3 separate regions of the Mus musculus genome follow, and all the other regions are linked to region 1. The links are chromatin contacts, called in public HiChIP or PLAC-seq and capture Hi-C maps. All regions are on one chromosome and are shown on one strand. The core of a region is the stretch at or near the end of the contact, and the rest is flanking DNA. Distances in the headings are between cores, read along the strand shown.

Region 1 (4,036 bases), core at 658-3,157:
TGGAAGCCAGGAATGGTCTGAGTAAATTTTAATGTTTGGCTTCCATCTTATTCCATCTTATTTTCTAGTTTGGGTGGTTGTTCATGGGCTTAGCCAGCATTTTTAACTGAAATCACTCTGCAGGGTGCAAGCCGGGAAGCAGAAATGTTTTCGGGGCTACCTGCCTTCAGGTGCCGAGCTGCATGCCATCCTAGCCGGCTGTGCACCTGCCTGGAACCATGCTTGCTCGTGCTGGACATCTTTCTGTTCTTGCCCAGCTCCTCGCTAACGGAAGCTGCCTGTCTCATAATCTTAGGCGTGCCATGGCTCTTGCTGGCTCTGCTGGCCTGCTACAGGCTGTCTGCTCACAGTTCTGCTCTTGCTGTGGAGGGCATTGAGGCCAAGCCCTGCGCCTGGGCCCTTGGTACTTGGGTAAAGACTTCTTTGTTGGTCTGTGTTTCTAGTGTTACTCCATTCCCTGTTACGGGATTTTACCTCTAAGGAAGTTCCTAAGACATTCTGAGTGATTAGTCTGCAGTCTGTGGAGTGAAAAACAGTTGTACCACTTCATAGATTTTATAAGGGTTAAATTATTCTTTGGAGTAAACTTGGTATGTAGCAAACATGGCTTTAGAAAGCAAACTTGTGGCGATCCTCTTTTATCAGGGCTTAGAAATCCTCTCACTAATGACCATGACTTGTTTGACTGTTAATTGAAATATAATTTGATGACTTCATGTGGAACCTAAGCACTTCAGCTTTTGTAAGAAAAATGATTTCTTTAGCCAAAAGGTGAAATTGTGCACTCCCTGCCCCCAGATTGGGCAGGCAGCACCCTTAGACTGGCTTGTGACTTGTCTCCTGGGCTTTTAGCCTGCTGGCTGCCTGTGCATCAGAGTGGAGCCTAGTGTGCCCTTGTGTGGGATTACAAGTGTGAGTGACCACACTTGGTTTCCCCGGGTTTTATTATAGCCTCTACTGTGAAGGTACAGCATCCTTTTCTTCCCCCCAAAGCTTTATTTATTATTATACGTAAGTACACTGTAGCTGTCTTCAGACGCACCAGAAGAGGGTGACATACTCATTACGGATGGTTGTGAGCCACCATGTGGTTGCTGGGATTTGAACTCAGGACCTTCAGAAGAGCAGTCGGTGCTCTTAACCACTGAGCCATCTCTCCAGCCCGAGGGTACAGCATCTTGATATTCGTTTTCTATGTGGCAGAATGTGACTAGAACCTTTTTATACCATTACCAACTCGTGAGTTCCAACATAAATATTTATAACTGTATACCTTAAGATTATTCTGCTGTGAGGTAATGGCATTAGACTTGAAAATGTGTTCTTGTACATCTCTTTTGGGAGCTACTTATTTGACTTTGGACTCTGAACGTTGGAGTAGTGAGTGCATTTTGAGATTCTTTTCAGTTTAACAGTGAGTTTGAGCTTGGCTTTAATTAACAGTGGGTAAGGATGGTTCATATTGCCAAATAATGTTAGCATTCTTAAAAGACAGTACAAGAGCTGTGGTATTTACACTGAAGATTGTACCTTAAGGACATTGCTTATTTGCATATATATGAAAATAATCTGGATAATGAAATTTAAGACTTAAACAGAAAAACACTGCATTGACTGGTAGCTCCTGTGTGTTGGGGGGGGGGGTGTCTTTTTGAGCCCGGGGACTTAAGGCCAGCTTGGGCAACCTAGTGTGACTTGTCTCAAAACCCCCAAATGTAGCCCCAGGATGAGTGACGTTAATTAACCCTGTTCTCCCTCTTTAAAGGATTGTATGCCTTCATTCTGACATCTGCAGCCCTGGGAGCAGCTGTCTTCTGGGGTGTTGAGCTGTGCTACCTGTACACTCACTTCCTGCAGTTGGCACTGGCAGCCACCGGGTTCTCCGTGCTCCTGAGTGCTTACCTCTATGTTCGCTCTCTGCGAGCCCCGAGGGAGGAGCTGTCGCCAGCCAGTTCCGGTGAGCAGTTCCATCATGGGTCACATGGCTGTGTCCAGAGCCCTGGCAGCCATGACTACTCATAGAGATTGGTTTTTGTCTAGTTTAATTTTGGGAAATAAAGACATAGAAAACAAGTGAAGAAAAAAATTGAAGGCAAAATTTAAGTTTTTTTCCTCATGCTTTTCTATTTAGTTCTCATTAACTCTAAGTATGTGACTAAAATCCTTCAGCAGCTCTGACTCTCTGCCTGTTTACTTTTGTCAAGTAGTAAATTCCTTCAAAACAAAACAAAAAAACAGGCTGCAAGTTATTTGGTTCTGACCTAAGATATTTTTTTTTAAGTTTCCTATGGACTGGGTGTGGAGGCCCATACCTTTAATCTGAGCACTTGTCAGGCAGATGCAGGAGGATTTCTGTGAGTTTGAGGCCCTCCTGATCCAAATAAAGTTCCAGGCCAGCCAGGACTACATAGTGAGACCTCATCTCAAAAATAAAACAAAAGGTCGTATGTTTAAAAATAAACCTGTAGTTTCCCTAGAGGTGAAGTGAGCTCTCAAGATCAGTAGCGGCCCTGGCTTCCCAGTCCTGTCCTTCGCTTCCCCCTCTGCAGTCGTCTCCTCAGGGAGCAGAGGCCCAAGGTCAGCACTTGGTGAGGTAAATGCTTTCTCCTTCCCAGGAAATGCTGTCTACGACTTCTTCATTGGCCGAGAGTTAAACCCGCGACTTGGTGCTTTCGATCTCAAGTTCTTTTGTGAGTTGCGCCCTGGATTGATTGGATGGGTATGTCTTTTTTTTTTTTTTTTTTTCCAATAATTTCAATGGTATGACTTCATCTTGTATTTAGAAGGAAATGTAGGCAATTTTTAAAGATTATAGTTTTCCCTAATTGTGTCTTAACACATATATATTTATTTATTTTTTTACTGGTTTAAGAGAACTTGTTACGGATTGTTAAACATCACAGATATTTTTCAATTTTTATTACATATATCTAGGAAGTGATAGTGAAGATGGAAAGTAAAGCCTTATTTGACCCAGTTTCAGGCTTGGAGGACAATTACAGACATGGAACCGAGACTCCCATTTTCTTTCGCCGGATTCCTTACTAACAGCAGGCTCAGTCACAGTCCCGTCAAGGGCAGTGCTACTGAGGGGATCTGTAACCCTTATTGGGGTTCATTGGTGCTTAACTGTTGCTCCATTCTTTCATCTTGGTCTCCTCTCACTATGCTGGTTCCTTAGGCTCTTGTGACGGTGTCGCCCTTTTGAAGAGCACTGTTCGTAAGACCATCATTCCGTTGTTCTCCTGATCAGAGACCCCATGTGTTGTCAGGAAGCGCAGACAAGTGACACGTCAGGGCTGAGGTGTCTTGTTCTCTGGTGGCCATGGCGGTGTGCACTGGGGGTCTCGGCTCTGCTTGGCCTCGCCAGTGCCTTTGAGGCGTTGTCGTCTTCTCTTCCCAGGTGGTTATTAACTTAGTGATGCTTCTGATGGAAATGAAAATTCAGGAGCGAGCTGCTCCGTCCTTGGCAATGATCTTGGTTAACAGTTTCCAGCTCTTATATGTGGTGGACGCCCTCTGGAATGAGGTAATTTGTTGGATTTTCCAGGTTATATATATATATATATATTTATATATTTACTTATTTTTGAGGTCCTAGTAGTCCATGCTGGTCTGAACTTGTGATCTTCCCACCTTGGCCTCCCACACGGGATTAGAGGAATGTGTTCTGTACCTGCACAAGATAGTTAATTTTAGAAAGAGATGAATTCTTGGAGGCCATGAAGTCAAGCAGCTTTTTGAGAGTTGGTGGGTGAGGTTTTCCTCTGGGGAGCTCTCGAGTTGCTTATATACAGAATTAGGGCAGTTATAGCTTGCTTCTTCTATAGCTTGTGTTGATAAAGATGAGGTAGTTCAAAGGGCCTGCACATGAACACTGGTGGGTGTGTCGACAACTCTATTCGGAAATGACTTTCTAAGCAGTTAACATCATTCTGAGGTCTAGGGTGTGAGCCTTAGGGCCCGGATCCGTGAGCTCTGACTCTTACCTTGCCCAGTGTGATCTGGGCAAGAACTCTGAGAGCTACTTCTTCCC
Region 2 (4,036 bases), core at 711-3,210, 660 kb after region 1:
ACAGAAGCTACTGGAACTCCAGGGGGTTAATGCCTCCGGCCTCCACGGGCACCGCACTCATGTGCATGAGCGAGCCTTTAATCCCAGCACTTGGGAGGCAGAGGCAGGTGGATCTCTGAGTTTGAGGCCAGCCTGGTCTACAGAGTGAGTTCCAGAACAGCCAGAGCTACACAGAGAAACCCTGTCTCGAAAAATCAAAAAAAAGTAGGCACATGCCCTTTTCTCAGCACTCAGGAGGCAGAGGCTTGCAGATCTCTGTGAGTTTAAGAGAGACTCGGTATAAATAATAATACTAATGGTGACTCATGGCTGGCCTGGCCTCTGAAGCACCTTCTTTGGGTAGCTGACCTTAACTCAGTGCAGTTGTGAGGTCTCCTTCCACAGCCCATCCTGCTCCTATGTGGCCTAGCGTACAAGCGGTTCTTGGTCTGTGAGCTGTGAGGATAAGACCCAGGCGTCTTCTCCCTCATTCTCTGTACTACCACAGACTACAACTGCCAAGCTGAATACTTCGGGATTGATACTGCTCCTTCTTGTCACTTGAGGTGACATCAGGACAGGAAATACTCAAGAAAAATCACCTCAGTTAAAAATGAAATAAAGGGGGCTGGAGAGATGGCTCAGCAGTTAAGAACACTGGCTGTTCTTCCAGAGGTCCGAGTTCAATTCCCAGCAACTACATGGTGGCTCACAACCATCTCTAATGGGATCTGATGCTCTCTTCTGGTGTTATCTGAAAACAGTTTCAGTATATTCACATAAAAAAAATTTTTTTTTAAAGAAAAAGAAAAAAAAAAAAAAGCTGGGGGGGTGGTGGCGCACCCCTTTAATCCTAGAACTTGGGAGGCAGAGGCAGGCGGATTTCTGAGTTCGAGGCCAGCCTGGTCTACAGAGTGAGTTCCAGGAAACCCTGTCTGGAAAAACCAAAACCAAAACCAAAACCAAAACCAAAACCAAAACCAAGGAAGGAAGGAAGGAAAAGAAAGAAAAGAAAAAGAAAAAAACCGGGCATGGTGGCGCACGCCTTTAATCCTAGAACTTGGGAGGCAGAGGCAGGCAGATTTCTGAGTTCGAGGCCAGCCTGATCTACAGAGTGAGTTCCAGGACTGCCAGGGCTACACAGAGAAACCCTGTTTCGAAAAACAAAAAACATAAAACAAAACAAAAGGGCCTGGAGAGATGGCTCTGGTTAAGACCATCTGCTGCTCTTTCAGAGGACTCGGGTTCAATTCTTAGCACCCACAAGGTAGCTCTCAACTGTCTATAACTCCAGTTCCAGGGGATTCAACACCCTTGCACAGACACATACACAAGAACACCACCAATGCACATAAAAAATAAAAATAAATAATTTTTTACAAATGAGACACAGCCAGGCATGGTGGCGCATACCTTCAATCCCAGCACCTGGGAGGCAGAGGCAGGTGGATCTCTATGAGTTTAAGGCCAGCCTGAAAGTGGGTTCCAGGATACCCAGGACTACACACTGAAACCTTGTCTTGAAAAACAATGAAAATAAACAAAAAAGAGAAATATATCTTATGTGCAAGGATCAACCTTGTTCTTGATCATCTGATCAAGATCAACCTTGACTAACAAATGACTCCAGCGCATGGACAAAACTCAGCCTTACTCAGTTACCAACAGAATAACCAGTCAGGCTCATTAAACACACAGTGTACAGTGCAGGTTAAATGCTGTCGCTGATAATTTGAAGATTTTGAGTTTACTATAGATGATAAACTCAAGCACTTCATAGCACTTAGTTCTTGCTGCAATCCCATGAGGTAAGTTTTAGTGAGAGCCCATGATCAGATGAAAACCCAAGGTACAGAGAGGCTAAGTAAGAAGTGCACCCTAAATCTCACAATAGGTAGTAGAGCCCAGATCCCACTGGGTGAGCAACGTGGCCATCAGATCCAAGGCATGCGCTCCACCCTTCTCTAAAACAATGGGAGCATTTCCCCAAAACTTTACTTCCATTTAAGGATTCCCTGAATGCAAGCTGAGTGAAAGGTACTGGAGCAGGTGTGAGAGAAATGGAAAACCCCTGAAATAAAAGCTGACAATCTGGTGATAAAATCTTTTTTAAACAAAAGCATCCACCCCAACCATTTCAACTACGGATCACATTCAGGGGGTAAGGTAACCACGATGTACCCAAAACAAGAAGCCGACAAAGGCAAACGAGGATAGAAAAGGGGAGGATGCACCCCACAGGGTACAGCAGCCCAGACTAAACAGTGCCTCAGGCTGCCCACTGGTAGCAGTAAGGACCACACCCTAGCCCTGCCCCTAAAGTGCTACGCTCTCTCTCTGTCTCTCTTGTTTTCTTATTTTTGAGATAGGATCTTGCTGTAACTTGGGAACCATGGATCTTACTAAGTAGTCCTGGATGGCACTAATTTGTGATTCTCAGCCTCTCAAATGCTGAGATTAAAGATGTAAACCACTATGCCTGGCTAAAATAATGCTTTACAAACCAGTATCTTGGGGTGGAGACATAGCTCAGTGCTTAAGAGCACTTCTTGTCCTTGAGGAGGACCAAGTTTCAGTTCCCAGCACTTGTATGGCAGCTCATAACTGTAACTCAAGTTCTAGGACATCCCCTTCTCTCTGTCTGTCTGTCTGTCTGTCTGTCTGTCTGTCTGTCTGTCTGTGTACATACATATGTATGCATGTACATATTTTTCCTTCTGGCTTTTTGAAACAGAACAGTGAAACCTCTCAGCTAGACTCTATGAGTAAAGAAGACCAATGGCAGTTTTAAGTATATCAATCACCTCAACAGCTAAGAAATAGGTGGTACACAATGGAGTACTACTCAGCTATTAAAAAGAATGAATTGCCGGGCGTGGTGGCGCACGCCTTTAATCCCAGCACTCGGGAGGCAGAGGCAGGTGGATTTCTGAGTTCGAGGCCAGCCTGGTCTACAAAGTGAGTTCCAGGACAGCCAGGGCTATACAGAGAAACCCTGTCTCAAAAAACAAAAAAACAAAAAAATAAAAAAATAAAAAGAATGAATTTATGAAATTCCTAGGCAAATGGTTGGACCTGGAGGGCATTATCCTGAGTGAGGTAACCCAATCACAAAAGAACTCAAATGATATGTACTCACTGATAAGTGGATATTAGCCCAGAAACTTAGAATACCCAAGATATAGTGTGGTGGTTTGAATATGCTTGGCCCAAGGACTGGCATTGTTAGATGTGGCCTTGTTGGACTCGGTGTGGGCTTTACTACCCTTGTCCTAGCTTCCTGGAAGTCAGTCTTCCATGAGGAGCCTTCAGATGAAGGTGTAGAACTCTCAGCTCCTCCTGCACCATGCCTGCCTGGATGCTGCCATGTCCCTGCCTTGATGATAATGGACTGAACCTCTCAACTTGTAAGCCAGCCCCAATTAAATGTTGTCTTTTCTAAGACTTGCATTGGTCAGGGTGTCTGTTCACAGCAGTAAAACCCTAACTAAGACAGTTAGATCGAACACTAATTTAATGACATAAAAAATGAACACAGCTACAATAAATTCACATAATTTCCAAAAGTGTTACAATGTTAATTCAAAATTCTCCAGTACAGTAATACCTCACAAAACAAAGGCAGGCATGGTATTCAGAATGAAAGCTATTCTAAACTTACCTATAGAGATACATGAAGAAACAGAGCAGGTAGAAACCAAGCTTGATCATGGCTTCTTTCATGTGTGACTTTAACTGTCCCCGGTTGTGTATTTCTGTTGGATCAAATACTCCCATGTTGCCACTTGGCACCATAATGAACCTGACAAAGGACACACACATTAAAAGACACTCAGATCTCAGCATGAATACTGAAAAACAGTTTCAAAATAGCAGTGAACCTGCAAATGTGAGCCAAGTACTGCAGCCTCAAATTCAGACAAAATAGAGCTGCATGATGAAGTCTACCATTTGGTTTTCCTCTGGAAGCTACTGTTAACTTTTCATGTAATTTTCTCCCCACTGAAACAGACAGAGTAGTAAAACCTAATAAAAACTGAGACCCTTTAACACATCT
Region 3 (4,036 bases), core at 1,065-3,564, 560 kb after region 1:
ACAATATAAACTAAAAAAGAAACAAAATCTTAGAGACAGATCACCTCGAGTTAGAATCCCAATTCTCTCAGTGCCCGAGGTCTGGTCAATCTCCAGTGTTCTCAGAGATCAAGTGGATACTTATGTCTGCCCCAGGGATTTGATATACTTGTGTAAGTTCATTGAGATACCAGGGAAAGGGCCGCCACCTATGGAGCTCCGTAAACTTGAGGCAAGTCATTATTGTTACATAGTATCCTGTCCATTTGCAGAGAGCCATGACTGAGGGGATGAGGTCACATCTGACTGAGTACCCAAGGCACGTGCACTCTGACTGATCTGACCAGGATCTGTGATACAAAAGAAGGCATGTCCATTGCAAAGAGGCCATACTCTGCCCCCCGGGGAGGGGGAGGGGAGGACATTCATGGAAAGCATCCAGCAGCACAGGACTGTACCTAACCTCCAGGTGTGCTATGCCAGGCACTGTGCTTCTGCCAACACCTTGACCTTCACATCGCCTCTTCCAAAGCAGTCTCCTCTAATTCCTTCTAGCTGGGCAGTGAAACATTTGCTGCTGGCTTCCCATCTTCCAGATGGTTAAACTGAGGCTCAGCAAGGCAAAACAAAAGCATCTCAAAGCTAGCTCTAGGTGGACTTGGGTTTGTATTTAGTTTCGTTGTTTGTTTTGCTTTGAGATGGCGGCTCCCTACGTAGCTCACACTGGCCTGAAACTCAGTATGTAACATAACTTTGTCCAGCATTCACGAGCCTCCTGCATCGGGGCTTCCCAAGTGCTGGGATTACAGGCCTGTACCTTCTAGCTTCCAAGTAGACTTTGAACTCAAACAGTGTGATTCAGCATAGAGGGCTAGTTACTGCTCTATCATAGGAGAGCTCGGAGGAAGACTTACATGGGATGCGAGGGCGACCCCCCAGCTCTAGGAAGGATTGAGTTGGGCTCTCTAGGAAAAGCAGGATGGACTTGGTGGTCCGAGATCTGTTTTGAGAGAGGTTGGGGACAGGATTCCAGGATTGAAGCCTACCAGAGCTGCTGAGAGTTCCAGAAAAGAATGTGAAGTGAAGGGGGAGGGGTGGATAATAGAGCAGGGAGCACAGGACCAGCCTCTCCCACCCAGAGGTCCCAGAAGTGCTGAGGAAGGGAACTTCCAGGGTGCCCAGGGCGAGGTTGGGGATCAATTTCCCTTAGAAAGTGGGGCAGGAACCCAGAATTTCACCCTGTTGGCATTCGAGTAACCGCCTACATTTCTAAAGAACACACCACAGTTTACAAATTACTTGCACAAAAAAAAATGTCCTGTTTCACTATGACAGGCAACCTGTGTTAGGCAACTTAAAAATCCTGCACTGAGCTGAGTTCACCGCGGGCCCAGTGAGGGTGGTTCTGTTACTGTCCCTCCCGTACTGGAAAACAGAGGCCAAGGTCAGTTGTCATGTGGCAACATTGGGGTTGGAGCCCAGATCTAATTCGGGAAGGACTCGCTTAAACCGCAGTCCCCAAACAACCTAAGAAGCAAGCAAGTTACTGTTAGCGCTTTGCAGGTGGAGAGGCTCGAGTGAGTATGGACTCTAGCAGGTTCACTCTGCTCATGGTTAAACCAGGTTTCCAGACGTGAGTAGCACAGAGGATTTGCAGGAGGGCCGCGGGTAGACACACCCGAAGCCCGGGTCTGTCTATCTAAGTTCCACAGCTGCCGTACACACCCGTACAGCCTTGGGGAGAAATATTCCAGATTACCAAACACAGCGCTTGTACAATAATCAGGTTGTGCGAAGACCAGATTAGGGAAGACCCACCCCGTGTAGAGCCCCGAGGCTCGAAACCCTCCGGATGGTACTGGCTAGGGCTGGTGATACCTCCTCACCCAGAACCTGGAATTAAGGGAGGCGGGTTCTGCTCCTCTAGAGCCCAAACCCGAGGAAGGAAATGGAAGGGTGGGATGGTGTCAGACGGAAGGGAAAGCAGAGAAGAGGAAGACCAAAGCCAGCAAGGGGGAAGGGGAGGCTCAATGGTCTACGCCCTGACTGTGCGGCAGATGCATGAGGCCCCAAGACTCTGCCTGGCAAGTGCAGACTGATTGCATAGGATCAAATACCGTGCAAGGTTAGTACACCGTGTCCTAGGTAGAGAGGAGGATTTTAATACAGAATAAAGGCCGCCCTCTTTCCTGCCCTCCTCCCACAGAGGGGGGGGAGGGGGGTGACTGGCCCTGGCAGGTCGCCTGTCCCCGCCCCGCGCCCTCCCCAGAGCCTCCTGCCCGCTGAGGTCGCCGCCCAGCAAAGCCTGGGCACTCCTCCCTTGCTTGCCGCAGGTCTCGGCCCATCACCCGAGCCTGGTCCCACCCGCCAAACCACATACTTTCACCTCCGTCTCACCCTTCCCTCCACCCTTCCCGTCTTCCTGGCCCAGTCCTCGCCACTCAGATGATTTTTAAGTCTGCCGCTTCCTTTCAATGGCTAGAGAAAGGATGGAAGGCTTGTGTTTGGCAGTGTTTAAATTACTCCAGAAAACACCCAGTGGCAAAGACAATAAAAGGGTACAGTTTCTTCGGCTGCTTCCGCAGGGCAGGGGGAGGGGTGGCCCGCTAACCTCCACCCACCTGCCGCCCGCCCGCCAGCTGTCTTCTGGGTGGACAGCACGGGGTCTCACCCCTGTCCCCTCCCCCCACCTCCTCTTTGGCAGGCTGGCAGCCTAGGCCAGCTGGATGGCTTGTCTCTACTCTGAGCTAGAAGGCTTCTGAAGTTAGCTGAGGCTCACAACTCTCATGCGCCTGCTGGGCGATCAAGACTTTTTACAAGGAGGGTGGCGCTATTGCCTCCTATCCGTGTCCATCAGAAACCCCTTCCTGACCAGCTTCGTTCCCACAAGCAACTGCGGCTGCTATCTCATGCCACCCGCGTATTCCAGCAGAGTTTGAGGAAGACCCTAATTTCCATTTCTTCCAGCAAATATGATTGCTTGACTCCAACTTCTGAGGTCCTGGGGAAGACAAGAGCCTGTGTCTGGGCTCATCTTAGCAGTTAGCTTGGAATCTGCTCACAACGGGTCACCCCCGGGGAAGTAAGTCCCTTGCTCACAACCTCGATGGCAACCATCCAGAACGAGAGAGAACTCTGCACACCTCAGCTCACCCTGCCTGTCCCCAGGAAGACTCACACTTGCCCATGCTCCTACCCGACCTCCTTCCAATCCTTTGTCTAAGGAACCTCCTGTAGCAGGACTGTCCTAGAAAGCATCCAGCTAAGAAAGACTTCTGCATTAAAGCATTACTTGCTACAGTAGAGCTACGTTCAAGCTTCTAAGTGACTGTCTGCTAATGATGTGACCTTGGGCAAGTCACTTAATCATGCTAAGATCCATGTTAGTCACCTGTCGATTTATCATCGATGCCAGAGTGCAGCCTGCTGCCCATATGAAAGGGGAGTGAACACAGCTTCCTCACCCCCATCTCTATTACAGATGGAGCCCAGCGCATCACAGGTGCTACTGAGCGCCCCTGACAGCTGGCCCGAGACACACCTCCACGCTGCTGCCTGAAGCAGCTCGAACTCCTCAGCTGCCTCTCAAGTGAAGTGGGAGTGGATTTCACTGCAGAGAGAGATTTTAGGGCGAGCCAATAAGACACACAGTTGGGGTTTATTAAGAAGGCATGCCAGCTTGAAGAAAAAGAGGGGCTCGGGTCAGATAATGCACACAGATCCACAGGTGTGTGGGCCTCTCAAGGGGGAGTGTCCCTGCCGTGTCTTAGTGACAACCACACATATAATGTTGGTAGCTCTCAAGCTACATCTCACAGCATCAATAAGAAGACCCCCCCCCCTTTTTTTTTTTTTTTTTTTTTTTTTTTTTTGATAATCGAGGTTAAGGTGTGGCTTCAAAAGCACCTGGATAGGATTGCTAGCTGAGAAAGAAGATAAAACCATGCATGAGCCAAGGGGGGTGTGCAAGGGGTTAAGGCCTGTCCCTTACTATAAATGGTGCTTCTGGTGAGATCCCTCGAAAACTGCAGGTTTACACAGTTGTGAGAGGGAGAAA

The links. HiChIP or PLAC-seq counts read pairs in DNA pulled down with a chosen protein or histone mark. Capture Hi-C pulls out chosen DNA fragments and counts their contacts.
Region 2: a contact with region 1 is called in an H3K27ac HiChIP or PLAC-seq map of embryonic stem cells, with 6 times the contacts expected there. The contact joins two enhancer-like sites. A contact is called at or near these places in 12 of 39 promoter capture datasets (the 3T3-L1 cell line, 3T3-L1-derived adipocytes, the HPC-7 cell line and 8 more), 1 of 115 datasets of contacts at active chromatin or transcription factors (embryonic stem cells) and 2 of 9 other capture datasets (embryonic stem cells and liver).
Region 3: a contact with region 1 is called in a capture Hi-C map of embryonic stem cells, with 2.1 times the contacts expected there. The contact joins two enhancer-like sites. A contact is called at or near these places in 3 of 115 datasets of contacts at active chromatin or transcription factors (astrocytes, large pre-B cells and stem cell-derived neural progenitor cells) and 1 of 9 other capture datasets (embryonic stem cells).

Annotation. Positions count from the first base shown.
Region 1 is chr1:181,819,357-181,823,392 of GRCm38.p6, reverse strand. Lbr (lamin B receptor) reads left to right here. Exons shown (of 14, transcript NM_133815.2): 8 at 1,766-1,957; 9 at 2,616-2,719; 10 at 3,404-3,529. Among named protein-coding and RNA genes, the nearest start is that of Lbr, 21 kb to the left of the region's middle. Within about 2 kb of position 1,907, at least 3 of the 459 cell types and tissues checked have an H3K27ac peak or open chromatin away from gene starts, as enhancers often do. A contact at or near this core is called in embryonic stem cells, where this site is marked.
Region 2 is chr1:181,161,820-181,165,855 of GRCm38.p6, reverse strand. It overlaps Cnih4 (cornichon family AMPA receptor auxiliary protein 4), which reads right to left. Exons shown (of 5, transcript NM_030131.3): 4 at 3,641-3,781. Among named protein-coding and RNA genes, the nearest start is that of Cnih4, 13 kb to the right of the region's middle. Within about 2 kb of position 1,960, at least 5 of the 459 cell types and tissues checked have an H3K27ac peak or open chromatin away from gene starts, as enhancers often do. A contact at or near this core is called in embryonic stem cells, where this site is marked.
Region 3 is chr1:181,255,124-181,259,159 of GRCm38.p6, reverse strand. No RefSeq gene overlaps it. Among named protein-coding and RNA genes, the nearest start is that of Gm39718, 30 kb to the left of the region's middle. Within about 2 kb of position 2,314, at least 318 of the 459 cell types and tissues checked have an H3K27ac peak or open chromatin away from gene starts, as enhancers often do. A contact at or near this core is called in embryonic stem cells, where this site is marked.